Regions from separate parts of the Mus musculus genome. Here all the other regions are linked to region 2. The links are chromatin contacts, called in public HiChIP or PLAC-seq maps. All regions are on one chromosome and are shown on one strand. The core of a region is the stretch at or near the end of the contact, and the rest is flanking DNA. Distances in the headings are between cores, read along the strand shown.

Region 1 (4,542 bases), core at 540-3,039, 250 kb after region 2:
TTTCTTATGACAATGGTTAATGTGTAAATTAGGCACAGTAGGAGATTAAGAAAAATGGTCTGGAGAGATGGCTCAGCAGTTAGGAGCACTGACCGCTCTTCCAGAGGTCCTGAGTTCAATTTCCGGCAACCACATGGTGGCTCACAACCGTTTGTAATGGGATCCGATGCTTTCTTCTGGTGTGTCTGAAGATAGCTACAACATACTCATATAAATAAAATAAATTAATAATCTTTGGACAAAAAAGAATAACTAAAAGTAAGTAGTAGTTTTAACAACCTAACAATGCACTATAATAATTGTGTGGATGTGGTACGGGTCCCTCAAAATACCTTGTTCCACTTTTCACCTTTTCCCTTAAAGGGGATTGATTATTTTGTAGCCTTTAAAAGGACATCTAACTTGCCAGCATTGCTATTTGAGCTGTGAGACCATTAGCAAGTAAAGATTACTTGAACATAGGCACTGGGATACTGGGATGTAAGGTTTGATAACTGAAACAGCTACCAAGTGACGTCAGAAGCATATGCTCTGTGGACACATGTAGAGAGAATAACTTGTATATTGTATGGATGCATCACCTGTCAATTAAAAAACCCGTGGCCTATAGGAAAGGGTAGAATAGAAGGTGGAACATCCGGGAGGCAGAGAGAATTCTGGGATGTGAGGAAGCACATGCGTGTTCCCTGCTTTGAGCACCCAAGGCAACTGAGGCACTGGCTGGCAGAACCAGATGCTATGTGTGTGAGGGTAGAGCTTTGTGAAAAGGAGCCAGATAGATCTCCTTCTAGCCAGGCACAGGGTATCACGTGGGAAGAGGAGAGGAGACAGAGGTAGCACAGGTAACCAGCTATATGGCAGAATGTAGACTAGAATAAATGGGGTAACTTATGATCTAGTCAGAGAAAAGGCTAGCAACATGGCCAAGGTATTTTTAAACATATTCCAAGTCTGAGTCTTATTTCTGGGAGGAAGAATGGAGACATAACTTCTACAGACAGGTATTTTGGACATATGCACTGTAGGCACACATTTTACAGAAGGGTGACTCATAGCTTGGGTTGTGTTTACCGCTCTAGAGTTGGTGGAACCTAGGAGAATGGGGTTCATAAACGAGGTGGACTGAAGTCTCCTGCAATAGCCAGCTTTATTCAGAGCACCGGGCAGTTAATCCTCTGAGGGTTAAGAAGAGTCATCTGACTAAACTGTACAGTCACAGCGGCAAGTCACACATGGCAAAAACAAGTTTTTTTTCAAGAGACACATAAACACGTAACAATAGCCAGTTGTAATGAATAAAGTAAACTTACTATATTCCGATGGGCAAACCTGGGAGGGGCTCAAAAGCACAACCCAAGAACAACTCCTTGCTTTTGAAGAAACTGAGGTCACACGACTCTTGTCTTGTTTTCTTGGAGTTTTCTCACAAGCACTCAGAATTCCCCTGGCATGACTTCATTCGTGCACTGTGTTCTGGCAGGGTGGGACAGTGGAGCGTCACCAGACTCCATCCTGCCACTTGGAATGGGGCGTCTATGTCCCATCTGCCTGCCTCCAGACATGGTGCTGTGCACATTTGTGCTGCTAACCTGTTGTCAACTGCAATTGCTGGCTAAGGGGAGAAAAACGCTTGGATAATGTTTTTTTTTTTTTAAAAATAACAGTAAATATTTAAAACACAAATTATTTGTTTCTAGAAATTTCTATTTAGCATTCCCAGAATGTCATTGGCTGTGACTGATGGTTTAGGCAGAAGACATTACTGTAACTATATTTGGTTGTCTGGCCCCCAGAGTCTTGCTAATTTTAGGCAAATGGCATTGCTAAATTTAAAGTATCCCCAGGAGGTAGTGGCATGCCTTCATCCAATGACTCCTTGTTATGTTTTAGGTCAGAGTCAGGTTTGTGGAATTTTCTGTAAGGACAGTAAAGGTTTGGTGCTCAAAGACAACACCAATACCCCGCCCTCCAGGGCGTCTCATTTTTACCTGGTGTTAAACTATGTGAAACTAAAACACACAGTTTTCATTTTTTTCTACTTAAGGCAAAGCCACCCAAACCAACTGTTGTAAAACTTGGTCCTGCCACTAGATGGCACTATGATCCTATTTCTCGAAGCCAAACGAATTCCAGGGCTGCTTAAATTTTTTCCCTTTTGCCTGAGAAATCTCTACAGAAATCTTTACCTCCATAATACCAAGTATTTCCTGATAAGTCATAAGACATTTATGTTAACAATTCTTTGATATATATAATCGTATCATTTACTACAGAGGAAAGCAAATTTGCACATCAGTGGGAGGGGTGTGCTTGTTTATTTTTACAGCATACTCAAGTCTTGGCAGGATATTTGATACTGCAGGGTGTGGGGCATTGTCACACTTTTCAGAATTTATTGGTGTTTTGACTTTATAATCCACCTCGAGTTGCCACTTTATATAAAAGTGTAGTGCAAATGGGAGAACTATGCTTAAGAACTGCAACTTCTGCTCCAATCACAACTAAAATTCATTTGACAACCGTTTAAACATGAAACTCAACACAGCACCTCAGTACACACACACACACACACTCACACACACACACTCACACACACACACACTCACACACACACACACACACTCACACACACACACTCACACACACACACACTCACACACACACACACACTCACACACACACACTCACACACACACACACTCTCACACACACACACTCACACACTCACACACACACTCACACACACACACTCACACACACACACTCTCACACACACACTCACACACACACTCACACACACTCACACACACACTCACACACACACACACACTCACACACACACACTCACACACACTCACACACACACACACTCACACACACACACACTCACACACACACACTCACACACACACACTCACACACACACACTCACACACACACTCACACACACACACACTCACACACACACTCACACACACACACTCACACACACACTCACACACACTCACACACACACACACTCTCACACACACACTCACACACACACTCACACACACACTCACACACACACTCACACACACACTCACACACACACTCACACACACACACACTCACACACAGAGCATCATGGGGCTACTGGAAGTTGGGATGGTGTGGAAGCCCGTTCTCTTCTTCCACTGTGTGGGTTCTGGAGACTGAGCGCATGTTGTTTTGGTAAAATGTCTTTACCTGGCATCTTGCCAGCCCTCAAACAGCAATTTTAAAAACCAAATGTTCTGCTCTAATAGTCAAACGCTATACTCATTTGATACTTACAGGATAAGGAACAATGGCAGTGAGATACTAAAGTTTCCTGTGATTAAGTGATTATGTTTGTAGAAGAGCAGGATGTTTGTATGGATAGTAAAATGCCACCATAGCACACGGGAGTCTTGAAGTGAACCCAGGTGTCCCAGCTGTGTTGTGGGCTGTGGCTGTGGCTGAGGCAGTAGCTGTGGCTGAGGGAGTGGCTGTGGCAGTGGCTGTGGTGGTGGCTGTGACAGTGTTTATGGTGCCAAGCAAGCTGTTGGTTCAGAGGTGACGTTGGCAAGCGCTGCCAGGGCTGCTCAGGTTCCTTACAATCTCCATTATGAATGAATGATTATCAATATGTGATAGGAACCCTTTCACAACACCTGTGCTAGTTCTGTGACTCCATGTGGAGCTGTGACTCATAGTTGTTGTTTTAAAGATTTACTTATTTTGTTACATGAGCACACTGTCGCTGTCTTCAGACACACCAGAAGAGGGCATCAGATCCCATTACATATGGTTGTGAGCCACCATGTGGTTGCTGGGAATTGAACTCAGGACCTCTTGAATAGCAGTCAGTGCTCTTAACTGCAGAGCCATCTCTCCAGCTCGTGACCCACAGTTTATGAAGCTGTGCTAATGTGCAAATTCTTTAAAAACAACCTATATCTCTGTGATAGTTTGTATATGCTTGGCCCAGGGAGTGGCGCTATTAGGAGGTGTGGCCTTGTTAGAATAGGTGTGTCACTGTGGGCACGGGCTTAAGACCCTCTAGCTGCCTGGAAGTCAGTATTCTGCTAGCAGCCTTCAGATGAAGATGTAGACCTCTCAGCTCTTCCCGTGTCCATGCCTCCTGGGTTCCGCCATGCTCCCACCTTGATGATAATGAACTGAACCTCTGAACCTGTAAGCCAGCCCCAATTAAATGTTATAAGACTTACCTTAGTTGCTAGAGAGTTCAACTGCATGCTTAAGAGATGCCGCTGAAGGGGAAAACTGGTTCTGGAGAAGGAGGGGAAGGAGGTGCAGCCTCTGGGAGTGACAGTGCTGACAAGAAGTCTCAGGGTCCTGAAGGCGGTGGCAATGCAGTAAAGGTCAGACACACTCTATGTGAAAACCATGGGGGAATCATGGAAGCCATGGAAAAGTTAAAGTCTGGGATGAGAGTCAGTGAAGTGGCCACACAAAATAGTGAAGATAAACCCAGACAGGGGGTGACTCTGGTTGGATGACCAGAGGCTCCATGGTGGG
Region 2 (4,899 bases), core at 917-3,416:
AACATTATCCGGCAACGCAGTGGGAAAGCTGTCACAAGTATACAAAGCTTCACCATCATACCTGTCTTTGTCTTCTGCCGAGGAGTCTTCTGAGTTCTTGCTCTCATCTTTAAAGCACTGGCCCGAGCTTGATGGATTAGCAAACGTGGATATGAAAGGCCCCAGAGACTGAAAGGCTGCTTGGCGAACCTAAGAAGAGAAAAAGGACAATAATAAACATAAGCATAAAGAGGTATATATATTTTAATGCACACATACTTCCTATGCATATACAAAAGCCAAAGTATGTTCAGGATAACAGGAAAGCCTTGTAAAAGAAACCTGACTCTCTCTTCACTTGACTATTCAGACACTAGGAGCTGAGTGGCATATCCTAACCAACACAGAAAGAACTGTGTTCCTGTACGCTTCAAAAACAAGACCTAACTGTGCAGCCCAGGCTGGCCTCCAGCTACCTGCCTCTACCTCCTGAGTGCTAGGGTCAAACATTCACATCCTCAATACCTGGTAAAAATACACAGTCAATTAATTAAAAGACAAAAAAGTCAGTGAGTTTTACAACCATTAAACAGCAAGCTAAATTAGAAACTTGATTTGTAAACAAAATACTTTCAGGGGTCTGCAACCCTATAGGAGGAACAACAATATGAACTAACCAGTACCCCCCAGAGCTCGTGTCTCTAGCTGCATATGCAGCAGAAGATGGCCTAGTCGGCCATCATTGGGAAGAGAGGCCCCTTGGTCTTGCAAACTTTATATGCCCCAATACAGGGGAATGCCAGAGCCAAGAAGTGGGAGTGAGTGGGTAGGGGAGCAGGGTGGGGGGAGGGTATAGGGGACTTTCAGGATAGAATTTGAAATGTAAATGAAGAAAATACCTAATTAAAAAATTGGAAAAAGAAAAAAATACTTTCCAGCTAATAAAAAGACAACCTTTAATAACCTCCTACTGACTAGTCATATATTTATATGAATAACATAATTATAAATTCTTTCTTTTGAGGGAAGGTGTTCAAGACAGGGTTTCCCTAGGTAGCTCTATCTCAGAAATCACTCTGTAGACCAGGCTGGCCTCACACTCACAGGTCCTCTGCCTCTGAGTGCCAGGATTAAAGGCGTGTGCCACTTGTACTTGGAGTAAATTAGTTTTAAATTTGAAATCATTGAGCTAGAGAAATGGCTCGCAGTTAAGAACACACTCTTCCAAAAACCCTGGGTTCAGTTCCCAGCACCCACATGGTAACTCACAGCTTTCCAGCACTCCTGTTTCAGCACTAACACCCTCTTCTGTTTTCAGTGGACCCCAGATATGCATGTGGTGTGCATGTATATGTATGTGTGTGTGTACACACATACACATACACACATATATACATATACAAACACGTCCGTGCATGCATACAGGCAAAATACCCATAGACATAAAATAAAATATTAAAACACTTTTTTTTTTAAAAAATCATTTACTTTCTTCCAGAGGTCCTGAGTTCAATTCCCAGCAAACACATGGTGGCTCACAACCATCTGTAATGGGATCTGATGCCCTCTTCTGGTCTGTCTGAAGAGAGCAATGGTGGTGTACTCATATATACAAAATAAATAAATCATTTACTTTAGTCTCAAAATGTTTTTAAAAAGCAATGTTACCCAACGTGAAGGATCACTGATCAAGTTAATAAATAGTGCTGATAACTTTGTCCGTCGGATTTCTTGACATGTTGCACAGGAGACAGCCATGAAGCACTCAGCACAGGCCTTTCGGACGCCCCACACGTTATCAGAGCACAGCTGGAAGAACCTGGGCAGCTGTGGGAACACGGGGACACCAGTTACTTCCCTGCCATCTTCTGTTTTAATGATGGATATTCTTAAAACATACAGAACGTATTTAAACACTGGAACTCAAAAACTTCTAATGCATCACTCCAGTTTATAACTCCCCCTAGAAAGGCAAAACACAGCTGACTGTCACCCGAGAGCTCACAGCTGAGCTCCTCGTGCCAGTGGATGTATAGACAGTCTACGCGTATGAATTTGTGCATGGGGCACATGCATGTCACAACTTAACTCCTCTGCTACGAGATTTAAGTGGCACCAGAGAGGACTCTAGTAAAGCAAATGCCCTAGTGAGGTTAGAGACTCGGGTGAGTGAGTCAGGACTGAGTCACTATGTACAAGTGGGAGGCTAACAGGGAACCACTGTTTAATGCTTAAAGAAGCAATCCTTATCAGAACGCCTTGCAAACACCAACTTGTAGTTCCAAATGTACAAACATCATTCTGGTTTGCAGTCACGGGGGCATATTAATAAACTCTATTACTCTGTATTGCTTATTCTTTAATACCTTAGATACTTACCAACATTTCTTCTGTTGCTTGTTGGCCAACTACACTGCAAATATCTCCAAAATTGGCAGCGCAGACCTGTAACAGAACCATCACTAACATTTTAGTATCGCATAGGAGTTCCTTAAAAACATCACATTCCACACACCAGAGCATCATGCGTTCTTAAACTCAGAAACCCAGAGTGGATGCAGACTTACCTTCCGGACATGAAACATTCGACAGTCACAGCACATCTCGCAGAACCTGGGGAGGATGAGGCGCTCCGTAATGTCCTTCCCAACCATGGGGGCCATCTTGCACATTATCTGAAACAAGTGAGAAAAATTCATCTTGAAAACATCTAAGGCCTTTTTAAGTTAAACTTAATAATTTAAAGAAACACATATTAACCAATGTACAGCAAATGTACTAAATCTAGAGGAAAATGATTTTCCTATCACTAGTTAATAACTTAATCATTTTGCCAGTAACTTCGAAAGAGAAAAATAGGAAAAAGAGAAAAAAAGAAAATTCCACCTTTAAACTTAGCACTTGAGAAGTAGAAGCAGGCAGGCTATGAGTTCAAGGCCAGCCTGGCCTACAATCGAGTTCCACAACAGCCAGGGCCATGTCTCAAAACACCCACCGCAGCAGCAGCAGCAGCAGCAGCAGCAGCAGCAGCAGCAGCAGCAGCAGCAAGGGAGTGCCTGTTCAAAGGCAAGGCTGTGTCTGAGGAGATGACTGCTGAGTGCAGCTGTGTCTCCGAGGAAAGCTCTGCGTCACGTCAGCTTTGGTGTCAATGGGGGAGTCAAGCCTGCCTTTGCATAGACACAGTACTAATACAAATTTGTTCCAGCTAACCAATAACAAAGTAAGAGTTTCCTTCCCTAACAACTGCTCAAGTCCATCCCCATACTTAATACACAGGGAGATCTGATGCCTGCCTGACAGCATTTCCCAGACACAGCTATTCCCAGAGTGTGTAAAAGACACATGGACGGTAAAGAGACTCTCAGCTATGTGCAGCATCACTGCCTACAGAAGCTCCAAAGGATCTAATAAAGAACCTACCAGAATAAGTACATATAACAAAGCTGCAGGTATCTATATAAGAATAAAAACGGCTTATATTTCTATAAATCAACAATGAACTGGAGGGCTTTAAAAATACATCATTTATAATGTTAAATTGTGAAATCCAACAAAAAGCGAGATCTTCCTGTTCAAAGTTACAAAACATAACTGTGTAATCAAATCCATAAGTAAATCCCTTCAAGATGCGTCACGCTCACAGGTGGTCAGGCTGGCAAGTCTCCTCAGGCCAGCCTGCAAGTCAACAAGTCCTACCTCAGTCCTCCACTGTTGGGCAGCAGGGTAATACCTGCAGCTCCCACATCCCACGGACAGCTTGGTGCTTCAGAGAGGCAAAGCTGAGATCTGAAGCGCTGTCTAATCAGGGTACCATATTATAACTAATGGTTTTCTAAAACATGGGGAATCATAAGCTTTCTTTCAACCCTGAACATTATGTTTTTAGGCTAGGCTCCCCTTAATATAACCAACAGTTTTACCCAAATTGATTTTCTTTATTGAAGAATTTCTGAAATGAAACGTGATTGTTTGGAGCTAGGTAGGGATGATGACTGTAGGTCTCTGTGATGGTTTGTATATGCTCGGCCCAGAGAGTGGCACTATTAGGAGGTGTGGCCTTGTTGGAGTAGGTGTGTCACTGTGGATGTTAGCTATAAGACCCTCATCTTAGCTGCCTGGAAATCAGTATTCTGCTAACAGCCTTCAGATGAAGATGTAGAACTCTCAGCTCCTCCTGCACCATGCTTGCCTGGATGCTGCCATGCTCCCGCCTTGATGATACTGGACTGAACCTCTGAACCTGTAAGCCAGCCCCAATTAAATGTTGTCCTTATAAGACTTGGTCATGTCCTTGTTGCCTTGGTCATGGTGTCTGTTCACAGCAGTAGAACCCTAACTAAGACAGTTGTGATTGTATCAAATGCCACTGAATACTATACTTTAAATGGCTAATTTTATGAATTTCACAACAATGAAAACTGTTGAGGAAAAAAAAATCTACATTTTTGTTAATTGGTATCTACTATTGTAAGAAACAATGAAAAGGGAATTTTTCAAGAGACAGAAAACTATATGATCATCACTGTTCTCACAGATAACCTGGAATCACTCGCAATTTCTGTTATTGTTTTTTATACCAACAAAAGATCAGTGTTAAAGGTATAAAGAGCTAATGCTCCGTGTCCAGTCAGGTTCATTTAGTACTTTCCTATCCCCCTGTCTCAGCTCAGGAACCAAGGATGGGAGTGACACCACACACCAGCACACTCTCAAAGCTCCCTGAAAGGTAGGCAACAGACTTACAGCCACAGCTTCTGTCTTCACATCATCATTGCTGTCTGGGGCAGTCAGGTCTATGAGGACAGGGCACACCTTGGTCTCCACGTCAAATCGCTCAATCAGTTCCTGCTCCAGCAGAGCCAGCAAAGCTGCCTGACTGGTTTTCCTCACCTACCAAGAAAACACCACAGTATAAAAAAG
Region 3 (4,688 bases), core at 1,056-3,555, 150 kb after region 2:
TCTGAGAACAGCAGAGGACCTTTGGCTTGTTTGCGTTGGCCTGAAGGAGAATTCATGGGCACTGGAGAACTCTGACCTACATTACTTCCGCTGTGTGTAGGTGTGTAGAAGGATGCTCAGTCTCTCCTACATCCCTGGGCCCGGTCACCGAGGTGGTTCTGGTACCTCCCTTCTGTCCACCTCCCTGAATACTTCCCCCACCCCACCCCACCCCTGCTGATATTTCCACGTGTGACAGAGAAGCTGCAAGCTCACTGGGCTGAATTGAGATGTAGCCAGCTCAGCCGTGATTTGGGGTTGGGCACCCATGGTCTCACATCTCAGCTGTTCTTGTGTAAGAACACACACTCTCTGTGCTGTGTCACTCCGAGAGACTGAACTTAGCACACCGAGCCCTTTATTACCTTAGAGTAAGCCGATTATTATCCAGTGGTTTCAGGCTTTTCTGGGTTGGGCACTTGGTAAACATTTTCTTTTTGAAAGTGTTGTGTTGTTGTTTTTTTTTATATTTGTTTTAATATTTATTTATTCTTTTGAGATAGGGTTTTGCCCTGTAGCCCAGGTTGGCCTTGAACTTGTAGCCGTGCTCTTCCCTTAGTCTCCTAAGCCTTGGGGATTACAGTCAGCACCACCAGCTACAGACAGTTTTAATGAGCTCTCCTACACAGTTCCCCACACTGCCTCTGACGGTCCAGCTTTCCCGGTTTGTAGAACCTGCTCCTCCATGTGAGTTCCTTGAGCCAAGGCAAGGCAGGGGTCAGATAGGAAACCCTGTTTTGTTTTGTTTTGTTTTGGTTTGTTTGTTTGTTTTTAATGTGCATTAAATTCACCTCGAGATTTCTACATGAGGTGACCCTCTGAGCTTGATGAAAGTCATTATTAAAATTTTTTAAAAAGTCAAATAAAGACCTCAAAGAAAACAAGAAGCCTAGATATTGAGTACTAACACCTCAGAAAGATTTCTTTGTATCTATAACTCAACCATCCTAAATCCTTGTCCGTGCCAGGGGTCTTTGTGGGTCACAAGGATGAAGATTTTGAATAATTAGTTCCTCATAGTCTGGTGGTCTGTTCCACTTAGAAAAACAAGTCTTTTGCTTAAGCACGGAGCAACTGCAGCTTCCCAGTAATTCCAACATAAGCCCATGTTTGTTCTTCTGCACGTCTAATGAACAAATGTTTATTTCTGTGTTTTACTCTTAGTTATAAACACTTAGCAAAGACAGCTTGTAGATTTGTAGTGGAGCCTCTAGTCATCTCTCTACATACATTTACCTAACTCTCCCTTCTCTCCCATCGATAGACCGACTCCATGGGCCCCCATTGTCTGTATCTATGTACCAGTGTCTGTCCATCATTATCTGTCTGTCTATACTTTCAGCTGTCACAATCCACCAATCTATTTTCCATCTCTTTCCATTATTTCTAGCTCTCCATCTCTATCCTAGTATATCCCATTTCTGTTGACCCATCAATTAGGATGATCAATGAATCTAGGATAGAGATGACTGAGCTCAGTGGAGGTACCAGTAGGAACCACAGCTCAGTGCTCCTGGCTCTGACAGCCTGAGCAACCTCCACTCGGACAAAGCCATGATCTTCATTCAGGCTTCGGAATATAATTTAAGAGTGGGTCAGCGAGGTGATCTGAACGAGGAGTGTATCCCCCACGGGCTCATATATTCGGATACTTGGCCCCCAGTTGGTGATGCTGTTTGCAGGAGTCCTAGAACCTTTAGGAAGTGCAGCCTTAGTGGGGGAAGTACATTACTGGACTGAGGCGGGCTTTAAGATTTTATAGCTTCACCCCACTTTGTTTTTGCACTGTCTGCTTTGAGACATTGAGGGCATTGGAGTGTGGTTTCTTTGTTTTGAGTTATTTCGTATTCGTTTAAGAACAAATGAGAAATGCTTTGGTTGATTTGTATTGCCAGCATCTCTCTCTGGCTTCCCTCTGGCTCTCTGGTCTTTGTGATCTCAGTTGGAAGAATTCACGTGAGACACACAGAGCATGTAGTTGAAGATAGGTAGCGTTTACCTAATGGTGATGTGGCATTTTTAACAGAGTGGAGAGTGGCCAAAAAGACTCTTGTGCGGGTCTATATTTTAGGTAGGCTTGATACTGTTTCTAAGCCTCTAGGACAAAGAGCTTCAGGGGTGGGGGTGGGGTGGGGGTGGGGTGGGGGTGGGGTTCCCGAAGTCCAGGTGATTGACAAACCCATTTGAATTGACTCTTAGGAGAGAGGACCCTGGTGTGTTCTTTACCAGAAACCTCCAGCTCTCTGTTGACTTTAGAAGGCACTCACAAGGGCGTGTCTCCACCCAGGGCCACGCACCATGACTCAGACCCTATCCCTTTGACCAGTAAATAGAGTCCGGCAGTTTCAGTTCCTGGCTTTAAGATCGTGGGTCCAAGCTCAATGACCTTTCAGGCCCTCAAACACCTACCTAGCTCCCTGAGTGCTTGTTCCTAGAGTTTATACAGTTAGAGATGAAAGCAACGCTGGCCCAAAAGGATTAGAGAATAGGAAAGCGCCCTGGGCCTTGTTCTGTAAACATTGCTGCGCAGCTCTCTGGCTATTGTATGCCCACAGGGTTTTGTAATTCCACGGTAGTTACTTGGTTTAGAGCGTGTTAAATAAGTCTGAAAGCAAAACAAAAACCTTTGAAAATGCTGTAACGGAACAGCAAGCTGTCGAGTGAAGATAAAGGTGAGGACAGTCCCTTCTTTACCACCAAGAAAGTTACTTTGGCAAAGGCCAGCAAAGAAGATGCTGATATCAGAAGCTTTCACCTTGAGCCGTCCTAAGGAGTTCTCAGTCGTGCAAAACACCATGTCCTTGGGCCTCATGTCTATGGAGGTTTAGGTGTAGGACCCACCAGGGTACCAATCTACAGATGCCCAAGTTCCTGTCTAAAATGCTATAGCATTTGTATGTAAGCATAACTCCCCTTATGCCTCTTCATCTCTAGGTTATTTATACCCAATATATCTATATCTATAGAGCATAGTCAATGCTCTATAGATAGTTGCTATACTCTATTGTTTAGGGAATAATGATAAGGAAGGGTCTGGATGCGTTCAATATGGACACAACCATAGTAGGCCTAACTGGTTTTGATGGACAGTGTAACCAGCCGTGAATTAAAACCTGAGAAACAGGCAGACCCAGGGACCAATTGTAGCAATGCTTCGCATGTGTGGAGCCCTTGCTCCTTGCCATTGTTGGAAGGGCTAAAGTGTGTGTTAATTCATTGATGTCCCCCTCACTGTGACGTAGGCATGTTATCATTCCTGTTTTACCATAAGGGCTCTCCATCTTGTGACTTGCTGTGTCGAATAGCTAGTGAGTGAGAGGCCAGGATGCGGAGTCACATGTTGTCAGCTTTAAGTCTGGATTGTCCCTGGCTCCTGACTTTGTACAGCAGTTTTCTGGTAATATTATCCATAGTCAGAGAAAACAGGAAATGACTAAACTGCACCAAAATTGAGACATAGTTTGTTTTTTTAAAATTGTGGTACACTAATATAAACTAGTGATTTGAAATAATGATGTGAATCTTGTTACTGACTTAAAAAGACAAATTGTGAAACAAATACTACAGAGTAGTTTATATAAAAAAGAAACCCATTTCATATAATCAAACTGTGAAACATATAATAATAAATAATATGTACCCTCAAGATTCTCTTTCTTGTAAGGTTGCCTGTAAGTTAGTAATCATGGCTACTTTGTAATAGTGTATTCCTGGCAACTTTGGAAAATTATTTTATTATAGAAAATGTAAACTTCTAGTACATAAGTAAATTTAATTATCACATACACATAACCACCCAACTTGCCCCATCTCTTTCCTATAGCTCCCCAACCTATATTGCTTTAAAGAGAGTCTCATTAGTGTCATATGTAAGTATTTTGAATCTAATTTTTTAAGGGTTGTTAGATAAACAGGTCAGTTTGGTGGTTGTCAGGTTGAGGGAGAGTCCTGTTAGGTTTCTGTTGCTGTGAGAGACATCATACTGAAAGCAAGGAGGAGAGGAAAGGGCTCATTTTACCTTACAGCTCATAGTCCGTCTTGAAGTCCGTCAGAACTGGAGCTCAAGAAAGATGCCTGGAGGCGGGAACTGAGGCAGATGCCATGGAGGAGCAGGACGTATAGGCTCACTCCTGGCTTTTCTTTCTTATACATCCCAAGTCAACTACTGAGGGATGGCACTGCCCATAGTAGGCAGTCCTCTTCCACATGAACCAATCTGTCAATCAAAGAGCTGCCCACAGGCTGGCCTACAGGCCAGTCTTATGAGGGCATTTGCTCAGTGGAGAGTCCTGTTCCCAGATGGCCTTAGCTTGTGTCAAGTAGACAGAAGAAACAAACAAAATAAAATAATAATAAAAAGAAAACAAGAGCGCGGGCCTGAGCCGCGTCCGCCGGCTGCCTCCGCTGCCGCTACGCCTCCGTCAGCCTCGTTTGGTCCGGCTTGACCTGGTCCGGCCGGCCTGGGCTCTGCGGCCGCGAGGTCGCAGCTCCTGATGGAAATCCTATGACAGACAGTTTGGGTGATATCTGCAGGAAAGATCTTTAAACATTACAGACAATACACGCTAATGCATTTGAGAAAACGATAAAAATTGGGGGTAGGGAAAAAAGCAACTGTTTCTGCAACTTTGCTGGATGTTAAGATGTCT

The links. HiChIP or PLAC-seq counts read pairs in DNA pulled down with a chosen protein or histone mark.
Region 1: a contact with region 2 is called in a FOXA1 HiChIP or PLAC-seq map of pancreatic cancer cells. The contact joins two enhancer-like sites. A contact is called at or near these places in 1 of 115 datasets of contacts at active chromatin or transcription factors (pancreatic cancer cells) and 2 of 9 other capture datasets (adipose tissue and liver).
Region 3: a contact with region 2 is called in a FOXA1 HiChIP or PLAC-seq map of pancreatic cancer cells. The contact joins two enhancer-like sites. A contact is called at or near these places in 1 of 484 Hi-C or Micro-C datasets (nephron progenitors), 2 of 115 datasets of contacts at active chromatin or transcription factors (cardiomyocytes and pancreatic cancer cells) and 3 of 9 other capture datasets (adipose tissue, liver and pancreatic islet).

What each region holds. Positions count from the first base shown.
Region 1 is chr17:65,560,503-65,565,044 of GRCm38.p6, reverse strand. It overlaps the pseudogene Gm49866. Among named protein-coding and RNA genes, the nearest start is that of Gm35400, 2.7 kb to the right of the region's middle. Within about 2 kb of position 1,789, at least 30 of the 459 cell types and tissues checked have an H3K27ac peak or open chromatin away from gene starts, as enhancers often do. A contact at or near this core is called in pancreatic cancer cells, where this site is marked.
Region 2 is chr17:65,811,213-65,816,111 of GRCm38.p6, reverse strand. It overlaps Ppp4r1 (protein phosphatase 4, regulatory subunit 1), which reads right to left. Exons shown (of 20, transcript NM_001114131.1): 6 at 4,723-4,869; 7 at 2,547-2,654; 8 at 2,359-2,424; 9 at 1,648-1,806; 10 at 62-189. Among named protein-coding and RNA genes, the nearest start is that of Ppp4r1, 30 kb to the right of the region's middle. Within about 2 kb of position 2,166, at least 30 of the 459 cell types and tissues checked have an H3K27ac peak or open chromatin away from gene starts, as enhancers often do. A contact at or near this core is called in pancreatic cancer cells, where this site is marked.
Region 3 is chr17:65,661,573-65,666,260 of GRCm38.p6, reverse strand. All of the region lies in intron 6 of Rab31 (RAB31, member RAS oncogene family), which reads left to right. Among named protein-coding and RNA genes, the nearest start is that of Gm35477, 22 kb to the right of the region's middle. Within about 2 kb of position 2,305, at least 90 of the 459 cell types and tissues checked have an H3K27ac peak or open chromatin away from gene starts, as enhancers often do. A contact at or near this core is called in pancreatic cancer cells, where this site is marked.